Regions from separate parts of the Mus musculus genome. Here region 1 is linked to region 2. The links are chromatin contacts, called in public Hi-C maps. All regions are on one chromosome and are shown on one strand. The core of a region is the stretch at or near the end of the contact, and the rest is flanking DNA. Distances in the headings are between cores, read along the strand shown.

What was found. Hi-C and Micro-C count contacts between places; a contact is called where the count stands out from the background.
Region 1: a Hi-C map of cerebellar granule neurons shows a contact between it and region 2, with 4 times the contacts expected there. The contact joins two enhancer-like sites. A contact is called at or near these places in 10 of 484 Hi-C or Micro-C datasets (brain, cerebellar granule neurons, cerebellum and 4 more) and 6 of 115 datasets of contacts at active chromatin or transcription factors (astrocytes, embryonic forebrain, embryonic hindbrain and 2 more).

The regions. Positions count from the first base shown.
Region 1 is chr13:83,985,653-83,991,814 of GRCm38.p6, forward strand. No RefSeq gene overlaps it. Among named protein-coding and RNA genes, the nearest start is that of Gm17750, 76 kb to the right of the region's middle. Within about 2 kb of position 2,244, at least 68 of the 459 cell types and tissues checked have an H3K27ac peak or open chromatin away from gene starts, as enhancers often do. A contact at or near this core is called in brain, cerebellar granule neurons, cerebellum and 4 more, where this site is marked.
Region 2 is chr13:83,866,306-83,871,882 of GRCm38.p6, forward strand. No RefSeq gene overlaps it. Among named protein-coding and RNA genes, the nearest start is that of Gm52045, 14 kb to the right of the region's middle. Within about 2 kb of position 2,801, at least 36 of the 459 cell types and tissues checked have an H3K27ac peak or open chromatin away from gene starts, as enhancers often do. A contact at or near this core is called in brain, cerebellar granule neurons, cerebellum and 4 more, where this site is marked.

The sequences.
Region 1 (6,162 bases), core at 994-3,493, 120 kb after region 2:
TTGTAAGCGTATTTCTCGTCTCTAATATTGCAGACTGATTTTCTATTCTGGAAGATTTAGAGAAAGATCATGAAAAGTAGCACAAACTTCACACAGTTTTAATCCAATAGGTTGCAATTTTAAGCTGTTAAATAATAATTTGCAAAATTATCTGAATTTATATATTATCTTAAACAGAGTTTATATCCATCAATATAATTTTGAGGGGTAAACAACAAACCTATATGTGTAAACTAAGCTGCCTTGAGACCTCCTGTGCCTGTGAAGGAGAAATGTGCATGATTTTCATAGATTTATCAACAAAATATTCCCCCATGGAAATCACTGGGCGTATAAAAATCTTTACTTTTGTCTCTTTCTAGGAGTTGGTAAATGCACTGGAAAACAGACTTTTATTCCTTTGAAACTTAATGCATGGAATTGCAGCCCAGCCTGAAAAAGTCTCTGTTTTCTCTGCCTTGAAATGCCCAGATAAAGGTTAAATCACTATCCCTTTATCACCATAAGACATTGATTTGCTATTATTAAATAATCCTATTTTCACTTCAATGAAATAATAACTTTTTTCCAGGAATGCATAGCAGAATTGGCATTGAAAGCAATAAAAAGGAAGTTAGTAGTTAGTGGCAGGGGTGGGGGTGGGGGATAAAACAAAACAAAAATCACAAGAAAAAAACAAGACTCTGAAACAACTTAACACTGTGACATGGAAAGTGATCCACCAAATATCCACTGAAATACCTATATAGAAACCAAAGGATTCTGCCCCACCATCTGTCTGAAGACCCTTGTGGAGTACCTGCTAGTTCATCACAAATAAGGAACTGGTTATCCAAACCACTGCATCTATTAACAATATAACACAGTAGGAAAGTAGGGAAGGTCAGAAATTATAGTGTTAAATGTCTTCAAAGTGTTAGACCCATGCAAAAGACTTCATGTCTAGCTTTCTTTTTTTCTGAGAATGCAAATTATTTTAAATCACAAACTATTTGCTTTGGTTCTCTGAAGCCATCAACACTGCAGGTTAATATGTTCTTCCAGATGGTTTTTTATTTCCTTCCAGGTAGAAGGGATGCACCTGGCTTGTGGACCATGACAACACTGCGACATACCAGAGCAGTAGTAGATGTTTTCTTTCATTTTTGTAACTGGTGTAATGAAATTAAAAGGAAGAAGTTAAAATGTATTAAGTATGGGCATCTATTCAAAGGGTAAACTGTAAATCCTACAGAAACCTAAGAGAGTTGCTTGTAGTGAGGCATTCTAGCTATTTCGAAGCTTTGTCTAAATCTATAAACTGACTATAAATAGTTCTGAATGTTAGAAAAAAGGAGGAGAGATGAAACTTGGTAAATTCTCACGCATTTTTGTACTGTAATTACTCATTAAACATACTAGCTTCATATTAGATATTTATATTAAGTTCTTTACTTTTCAAAAGGCATACCTTATTTTTCATTAATAAAGCCCTTTTAAAATAAAACATATATTTCAGTTTATTAATCTTTGCATATCGATATTTAGAAGACATGCATGACCAGCAATTTGTCTCATTGATGTTTTATTTAAATAATTAAATGTACAGAACAAAAACTTTTGAATAAAATATTATACAGAAATTCATTTTTGCTAAAATGTATTTTTATTATTATAAAGAATCATTTTAGAGTTCACAACTATTTAAATAGATCTAAGAACTATATAAAAAGTTATGATTTTTTTCCCTCTTTGATGGATAGAATTATTTCCTGGCTCTAGCAAGAATATGTTGCATTTGAGGTTCTATATTGAAAATTTTCAAAATGTACTAAACATCCTAGATCTGACTTTAACATTAAAACTCAAATGGTTTGTTTCATTAGATAAACTTGTCATTTATCGTATGAATAAGCTTCAGGATGATTAGAAGTTCAAGCATCTGAAGGACATAGATCATCTAATTTGTGCTTGAATTTTCTGCATTGTAGGAAAACTGCTATGATATGACTGGGAATTTTCTCATCAACATTTACCGCAAAGGGAGCATGCTTGAAAAGTACAATGAAAAATAATTCTCGCCCTCTTTCTCCTCTTTTTTTTTATTGCTCCCACATTTTCCTTCCTTCTCAATCTCCAATCCTGCTTGCATCTCCATTCTGCATCTCGTGTGTTAAGCCAATCAACTCACGTGCAGTACGCTGTGGAGAAACTGCGGCACACATATGGTCGTGGACTGGTTTGGTAAACATATGTCTTTGCAGGCATTGGACAGCATGCCGGGAATGAGCTATTCCATTTTGGGAAAGGAGGTGGGGAGCGCTTAGCCACCTACAGATGTTTTGCAGCAACGCTGAAGAACTGCAGTCAGAGCTGCAAAATGTGTAATTTGGACTTTTTCCAGGTTTCTTTTTTTTTAAATAAGAAAAAAGTTAACAGCTTTCCTATTCATCTCTTTTGAGAAAATTTACAGTCGTTTCCCAGTCCGGCCCCATTCTGAAGTAAGGACAAAGGACTGAACCTGAAGCTGTCCATCTGCTCCGTAACAGTAATGTTCTAATGGGTGCTGCCTATTTTATGCCATTGCTCATGTATGCCCAGGGGACTGGAACTATTTAATTCACTGATTTCACAGCTCTGTTGTGTGTCACAAAAGGTTAAAAAAAAATCCAGCACACTTTTTAGCACCCTGTTTACAAGGAGTCCCTGTAAATCTAACTGAAGTAACAGATTCCCACCCTGCCCCCCATGCTGGTCCCCCTAGCTAATTTGGTGCATTCAGATAACAGGTAACTGGATGGAAAGATGAACCATTGCCTTGTCCTGTGCAAATAGTGGATATTTTAAATCTGCTGTGAATGTTACTTTCAAAGGCCAAAGATTCCAGAAGTAGATTTGAAAAGAAAGATGTTTGCCTTTAAGATTTTCGGATTAGAGAACTCTGTTTTCCCAGAAGTCCAAGAATTAATGCTATAGATTAGAAGAGAGTTAATGAAAACCCATAAAGGAAGACTGACGACTTATATTCCTCTTCTCTGGGCAGGGGGCTGAGCAGTCCCCCATGCAGCTGGTGCATGCTGGTGTTTTGCCAAGGCCATAATGAAGCCTGCTCACTCCAGGGCATTTTCTTGGACAGATACAGGTGGCCAAGAAACATGCACTTGGGCGGCCCTGAGATCTTCTTAAGAGCACTGATGTCAGGATTGAAACTGGCACTGGTGTTTGCCTCTAAGGAGAAAATGGAATCATGTAGTCGAGGGGATGCCTCTGTTCCTCTCCAAAGAGGATCTCAATAGAAGTGTTTCAATATATGATCTCTTTCCTGACACACATGTATGATCATGAGCTTCTATAACATTATGAACAGCCAAATTATTAACTACCGAGCATAACTGCCACTTTCATTTTGATAATATTAATCAAATTCAGTTCCAACTAGGGTAACTGGGGTAACTGCAAAGAAATTCACATAGTCCCTTGAAAACGAGCTTGTGGGTAAACAGGCCTAAGGCAGTGAGGAGATTCTCATGTTTTGCAAAGAAGTCATAGCTATTTTTGTTCAGAAGATAGAAAGAAATGGATGTTGTAAGAATCTTTGAAAAACATAAATTAGAGCCGAAGGAGTACCATAATTTGCATGTCAGTTAGCACACTTAGGTTTGCTCACACTTATCTTTCTTCTAGAATCTTCTGTGTGCTCTGTGATGATTCTCAGTAATGCTCAGAATAGCTCAAGAGATAGGGAAAAACATGTATTAAATTCCATTCTTAGAACTATTACAATCCTCTATTTACCAGGGAAGATCTATTCTAATATATTATTAGGTCTGGTATTCTTTAATTCATATTTCCCACAATTATTCAAAATTTTGCTTTCTCTAAACTAGGCCTTGGATACAAATCAGATATATCTAGAACCCTGGAGTCTGGAATGTAAGGCTCAGTGGTAACTGGTATGGTATAGAGACCAGGATCAGGCAGGATAATTTCTGTTGCATTGATTTTTAATAAATGTACAAACCAAAGCAACAGCAATAGAAAAGCAAATTTAATACATCTTTCGGCCACAGATTTGTTTAAAACAATGAAATTATGGTTAAAAAGTTTAAATCTTGGAATCTTAGGATTAGTAGGCAAACACTTGTTTTGTTTTGTTTTGTTTTGTTTTTAATATAAACTAATTTATCAACTGATTCAAATGGATAGACCTGAAGGTGGAATTCATTTGTTGGGAAAAATTATTGTGGCCTTTCTGTTAAGATATAAAGGCTTTTATTCAATATGTTGACGTCTTAAAAATGAAAAACGAAAGGATGAATGTGGCTCATTGGTAAAGTGCTTCACTACCACATGTAGCCCATTCTCCAGCATCTCAACCTAACCGATCAGACAGACAAAATACAGAGATTAAGCATATTTTTAGAAACTGAAGCAACCAGGAAGAAATCTTGAATTGAGTGTAATCCCATCTCTTGGCAGATGGAGATAGGAGGATTAGAAGTCCATCCATTTAAAACAAGAAAGGAAAGGGAGGAAGAAAAGGAAGAGGGACACAGGGAGAAAGGGAAAAGAAATCAAGGGATGAAAGAAAAGAAAACTAAAAAATGAAATAAGCTTCACACCAACTTAACTCAAATGTCTACATACAGAACAAGCTAACAGCTTCTGATCTCTTATTTTTTAAGATGAAAATGTTTTGTTCTATGAGAATTCTATGGTGGAATACGTGCTGTTTTAGAATAAATACTTTTTGTAGCCCACACAAGTTGGTGCTCAAGATAATTGACAGTTTGTGATGTCAATTCAAATTTTGATGTTAGGCTGAAAAGAAATTTAGGTATATAGTCAACAGAATATGACAGTAACAATAGCATCCCTCAGATCTTTGTCAGTCATAAAGACAAAAAAGACCCAATTGGAAAAATTTATGAATTCTCTTACCCAAAAAAATGCCTTCTCATGTAACTATTACTATTATCTTTTTGATATTATACTGAAAATGAAACTCATTCACTAATTCTCTGAAGGCAATTTCTCTTTACCTCAAATAAATCTTTCTTATAGGCCATATAAACTGAAATGAACTGGTTGTAATGTTTCCATTTGTTTTCCTACAGAATAAACTCATTACAGTCAGCCCATTAGAAAATGATATTAAAGGATTTAATTGCCTGTGCATATTAAATATGTTTAAATTTAGGAAAATAAACATTTTGAAATTGAATAAATATTCTAAAATAATAGGAATGTGGATGCTAGCTCACTGATAATCTTTAAGGTGACACAAGACAATGTGTGCAGTCCTGTCATTCTATGAGAGTCAAAACTAAATAAGGGCAGAACAGCATTTTAGGAAGCATGGGTGGTATTGCTAATAGATTTTCAATAGCAATTTAGTTTATTTAGACTGTTTGGATGAAATGTTGCTTTATGGTAATGAGGATGGATTTATGACTGACATGCTTGGTGTCTTCTGGTCAGCGTTTATCCCAAGGAAGAGTACATATTGACCTCATGTCCCAATGCTTTCAGAATTATGTGTTTTAAAACTGCTGCTGCTTGCGAAAGTTTACATGAAATGACATTAACCGTACATAGGAACAAATACAAAACTAATGGCCAAGTAAACTTAGCTAAGCCCCTCCATCCTATAGCTGCCGAGAAACTCATCTTAACTAAACTCAGGATCAGTTGTGTAAGGTTTGATTTGTTTTTTGTTTCCAAACTGATTCTCTGCTTTGAAGAGGAAAATGAGTGATTCTTTCTATTCAAATGCTCTGTGTGTTCTGAACTTAAGGGGGAAGGTTGAAGGAAGAAACTGAAAATGCAAGTTGTTCAGAGAAAATTAAGTTAGTTTCCTATCAAAACTAAATTATAAAAAAATACCTAAATCATAGAAGCATAAAAGTGTACTTATGACTTTAAAAATCTACTCTTAAATTTGTCTAGATTGGTTTGTTACAAAAAAAAAAAAATAGAAAAGGATACAAAAGTGAAAAGTGGTGGATCTGTGGGAAGCTAGATGGGTAGAGTGAAAAGGGTCAAAATATACTCTCTAGGAATAAGAATATTTGAAAACAAAACGAAAAGAGAAATGTATTTTCTGTTTTCAGCTTCTATGTAAACAAAACAACTAAGCAAATATCTTCTGTAGCTTGAGTAACTGTGTTGATCACTTCTGCC
Region 2 (5,577 bases), core at 1,551-4,050:
TCATCCTCTAGACCAAAATAATCACTAATGTTGCTAAGTATGAATCTGATCTGCACTTATAATAATCCTTTTCCTATCACTTTCCACTCCTGTGCCCCAGTGTGGTAGGGGCATGGTAAGAAAGGTGGTCATAATTAGACATAATTAGGGAAAATGCTCTAAGTCTTTATTTGGGGCTTTCTGTCTTCCGCTTGTGTACTGCATGCCAGCTTCCCATCTCCCAGCCATGATGGAAGCTCAGAACACAATAGAAACACAGCAACAATATGAATTGCAAATGCATGGATATCTTTCGGTACAACCTACCTTATTGACTCTTAATAAAATGAGTATCTGCTAAAAAATACTTTGAGCTGTAAATTATTTGCTGTTGGTGTGGGACTTTGGAAAAACACTACAGATGTACTTTACAATCAACTAGACAGAGTTGTGTTAAACAGAATAGCTTAGTGCTTGTCTGTAAATTTCTCCCCTCCTTTTCCAAAAAAGGAATGAATCTTCTTAATAATCTATGCTGCTTAGCAAATGTTATAACTATACACGTGAAAATGTGAGTGTTTTATACACCCTACACTTTAGGACGATAACAAGCCTTTATCATAATGTTCTCATATTTAACATTTTCTCTCCCTAGAGTATGAATTGCCAAGAATATTAGCATTGAGACCATTGAATGCAATGTCCTCACAATCCCATTTTTTTCTCTTATGCTGTTCCAAAATATTACTGTCTCAAAACATATCCATAAATTCATTTCACTGTCCAGGTAGCTTAACATATAGTAATTAAATTGGAGCTATAAACAGTAAAGCATACACATGGACTTCTATGATTTCAATTTTATATTATAGTAGTGAATATTAATCTCTAAAAAAACAAATGCATTGATAATTTCAAGGTGAAATTCTTTTATGTTAGAGGAGTATATCTACTAGAGGAAGATTATTGTAAATTAAGTGAAATTTCTGGCTATGGTGCTAATTAAATTATTCAAAATCATTTTCTTCATATCAAACAGAAAAGAAAACAAATCTTCTTGCACTTGTAATGTGCTCTAGAGGGCTTCTGTTAAATGAGCTGCATGCAGGGATGTGTCTGGTCTGTATGCTGAGGGCTAGGGTAACAGGAGCTTGACTACTCCTTGCTTTGTAAATATTTAAGTGTTATATCTAGACGAGGGATAAAATGCTGAACTTTTACCTTTGAACCTTTCTGTGAAATATCTTAAATGCTACCAAATGTGAATATAGTGAGCTTAATTAGTAAATTTGACCCAGGTTTATGAAATTTTTTATTTTAGGTGTATTTACATATACACAAGCATATATATGTACATAAATTTATTTTATTACATCCATTGTTACAAGCCAAACCTTGAGCAGTTAAAGTATTAAAAAAACAATCAAAATACTCTTCATATATCCATAAATCCATAAACCTTTTTAAATTTTTTCCTGTTTAAGAAACAACTAAATTATGGAGATGCACACAACATTATAGAACATTTGCCAAGTATATCTTGATTCTTATTTGAAATTCCCACAAGAATATAGGCATGACAGTAATATAAGCCGTAGAAAGGGCGAAAAGAGTGGAACACAGGGACTTGTAAATAAATCCATGAATATCAAAAAGCACAGATGCTAAGATTACGCATTTTCACTAGTGTGGTTCTGTACTTGTAGACTCTAAGACCAGAATTTGTAATGTTCAGTATAGCAAGCCCTGCTGAGGGAGGGAGAGTACAGAGAAAGTCGTAGAAGGTTGGGAGGAGGGTATAAGAAAAAAAAGAGGGAGGGAGGTAAGGAGAGAGAAAGAGACAGAGATTGGGGGGAGGAGAGAGAGAGAGAGAGAGAGAGAGAGAGAGAGAGAGAGAGAGAGAGAGAGAGAGAGAGAGAGAGAGAGGCAGGCATAGCCAGACACAATACTGCATAATAATGGTAACATTCCTGCATGTCTAATGGCTTAAATGTGTTCTGTGCCTTGCTCTAGCCTCATGCCACAGCTGATGTCAAAGAACCATTTAATATTTTATCAACAGTCCTCCTTTGAACCACACACACACACACACACACACACACACACACACACACACACACACACATATACACACACACACATATATATACATATATATGCATATGTGTGTTTATGTGTATGTATCTATATATCTCTGTATATGCATATATCTATATTTGTTATAGAAAGCATTTGGAGTTTTTGAAGCATGAGGAGAATGAAATCCCTTGAATGGTACAATTTTAAGACACACAATATTTGTAAATATCCCATATTCAGTAATATTCACACCATTTTGCAATGAGTCTTACATTATTTACATGTTAGAAGCATTAATATGTCCTATTTCTTGAGGAAACATATACCCACATTTTATCTTCTTATTAAACAGTAGGAATGCGTAACTTTAATTTTTAATGTAAATTCAGTCACTGATTGAATAATGATTATAATACTAGTTGGACTTCTAAGTAGTTTTTGTGGAAAACATTGTTTTCTTGTTTGACGGATAGTCTGCTTGTAACAAAGAATGACTGAATTGTCTTAACAAAGAAGAAGAAGGCTGTATATGTTGGTTACAATAGAATAACCACCTTCCAGATCTCTTAAATCCACAATATATGTAGTGTGAGTCCTGAGTGGCTTTTGTTTTCAATGTCTTTTGTAAGCTTTTAGGGTTTTTTCTGCATCAAATGTCAAGTTAATTTACAGGGCGCTATTACTGATATGTTTCCTTGGTTTGTGGTTTTCTGTGAAAGGCAGGCAGCTGAGACCAAGTCTTAGGCTAGGGGGAGGGGCAGCTGAGCCCATAACACATACACTGTGCCAGGGTCTGTAAATTGGCTGCCTGTATGACAGCGGGCCCAGGGAAACCTCTAGTCTTCATTTGCATGCTGAGGAATATCCAGGATTAAACCGGACTGATTTTCATACAGGATTTAGACCTGACATTTATTATTCGGTTCACAGACCTCTTGAAGGAAAGTTTGTTTTCCACTCATAGATGAAAAATCTTCCAAGATAAATAAAGACTGGCTTAGCAGTAACAGTAAATAAATATCTTTCCTGTATTTCTTATGAATTTATCTTATATGATTAACAGACAGATGTTTGCCACCAAATTATTATATTTTGCTCCTTAGCATTTCCAAAGGAAAGTATCTATCAAGGCCTCGCTCAGTGTTTATATAAAATGTATTCATTTGACTCTGGAAGTTGAGTTTTCATAAATAAATTTAAAGACAGACATTTGATTTTTCTGAACGAATTAAAACAACATTGGGGAAGTAAAATACTCTGAGATGCTTAATTCTGTTTCTGTTCCATGTGTTTCTATGGGGATAGAGTGAATTTTGGTCATACTGTAAGCTTCAATTGCATAATGTTTTACAAAACAAGAAAATTACAAATGAATGTTTCACATGAGCCCATCTGCTAAATATATAACCCATAAAGTTCATTTTCATGGCTAAATAGATTTAAACAATATTTGGATGTCTTTTAATATTTAGACACTGTTTGTCCAGTAAAACACTTATAGTCCAACTTGCTAGTGATATTTTAACTGAATCAAGATTTAATTTCTAGTATTGAACAAAACATGTTCTGACACAGTACCAGGATGAAGAAACATGACCAGCTGCTTTCTTCTTTCTGGAATGCTTTTCTATGTGGCTAAAGTAAAGACTGCAAGTTGAAATTATGTAAACCCAGGAGAGAGCTAAGAGTCCTCATGTGTTAATAAACAGAAGAGAGTTTTCAAATGGGTTGAAAATATACTTTGTACATTTAATAAACAAAAGGTAGAATAATTCAAATGTCATCTATGTGGAACATGGAAGAAACAGTGTAAAATCTGACACATATTTGAATTTTTATTGTGTCAATGAAACTTTTGAAAATGAATTCTGATATTTGATTTCTTTATGGATGTTTTACTAACTGTAAAACAGTCTTAAATGTGTACAATATAGAACATCTCTCAAAAGTTTTTCTATTTCACTATAAATGTAAATGTATACAAATTAATTTATGGCTATATTCAGAAATATTTATTAATAAAATTTTAGAAAGGCTATATTAAAGAACCTCTTTTCTGAAACTTAATGTATCATTTATATGAATCTATTTATTAACCAAGCAGTTAATAAATGAACATGATGAGTCTATTTAGTTTTACCTCAATTTAATTTGCACACATACACATGTACACACACGCGCGCGCACACACACACACACACACACACACAACACACACACACACACACACACACACACACACACACACACACACACACACACAGAGTCTAACTCAACTAAACATGAGTACAACCAAAGAGTATAAATCATTGCTATGAGAAGAGTGGTGGTCATCTTCTGTGGAGAGATACTTCAGCATTATATATGTATAAGTTTCAAATGTTGACAAATATTATTGTAAACTAGGTCTGCACATGAAAAGTGAAGAAAATCAAGACAGTCCTTTGTACAGTTCATGCTAAATCCTTCACTTTTCCTTGCAATAAATAGTTGAAGCACATGTATTTTACCCTTGAATTATTTGGATGATTGCATCAATTCTTTAGTTTGTGTTATACATGTATATCGAAAGAAACTGTGTTTGCTGAAAGTGGCACTTTAGAAAACATCCCACTACAAAGGTGAATCTTTTAACAACATTGTTATGTTTTGGGTTTACTATACCAGAAGATTTGTTTATTAATCAAACTGGGACCTTAACAAGGGGCAAACGTTTAATGTATTTTCATAAGGAATTATTTCTAAGCAATAAACAATGATATTTAATGATTTAACATACAATTATACATATGTGGTACAAAATAGCTTCTTCCAACAACCTCTGGATCAATGTCCCAGTATCCACCCTTGTCATTTTTTACTAGCAATACCCTCAAACAATAGGTCCTGCTGATTCTTTAGAGAGTATTCTGGTATTGCTTTAGTAACAAAATACTGTACAATATTTAACTGTAAAGGTTTGATCCTCAACCTGGAATCATGAAAGTGTTTGCCCGAGAAAAAGAGAATTCTGAATTTGTTTGATTGGAATGAGGAGTGACATTTTCAATCAAGCCAACTTTTAGTGACTTTATTGTTAGTACATTTAAAAATATGGCTGATATAATGACTTGAATGAACAGTTATTTTGTTGTTTTTAGTGATGGCATGAGAAGTGGATAATAATTGCCCCTCTATTGAGACATCTTGATACCATTCACGTTTACTCAGCTTAAACTTAAGCTGCCACTCAATCATATTGTGGGAGTCTCTATGTCTTCAATGTAACTATTACTATACAGTATTCATGACAAACAGTCTGAACAAGAAAAAGGATTCCTACTTCATAATCATTGTAAATATGAAATTGTCAAGCGAGTCCTAATTAGTCACCGAGATAAAGATAATGTGCAAGTCTCCAAGAGGTGCAACTCACTTAGAACAAAATTCAAATATGCTCCAAAGAGATTAGTGTTTCAGGTCCCTACACTTAATAAAATTGGTGGACTATGTTTGCCAAATAGTTCTGTCAGGCAAGCA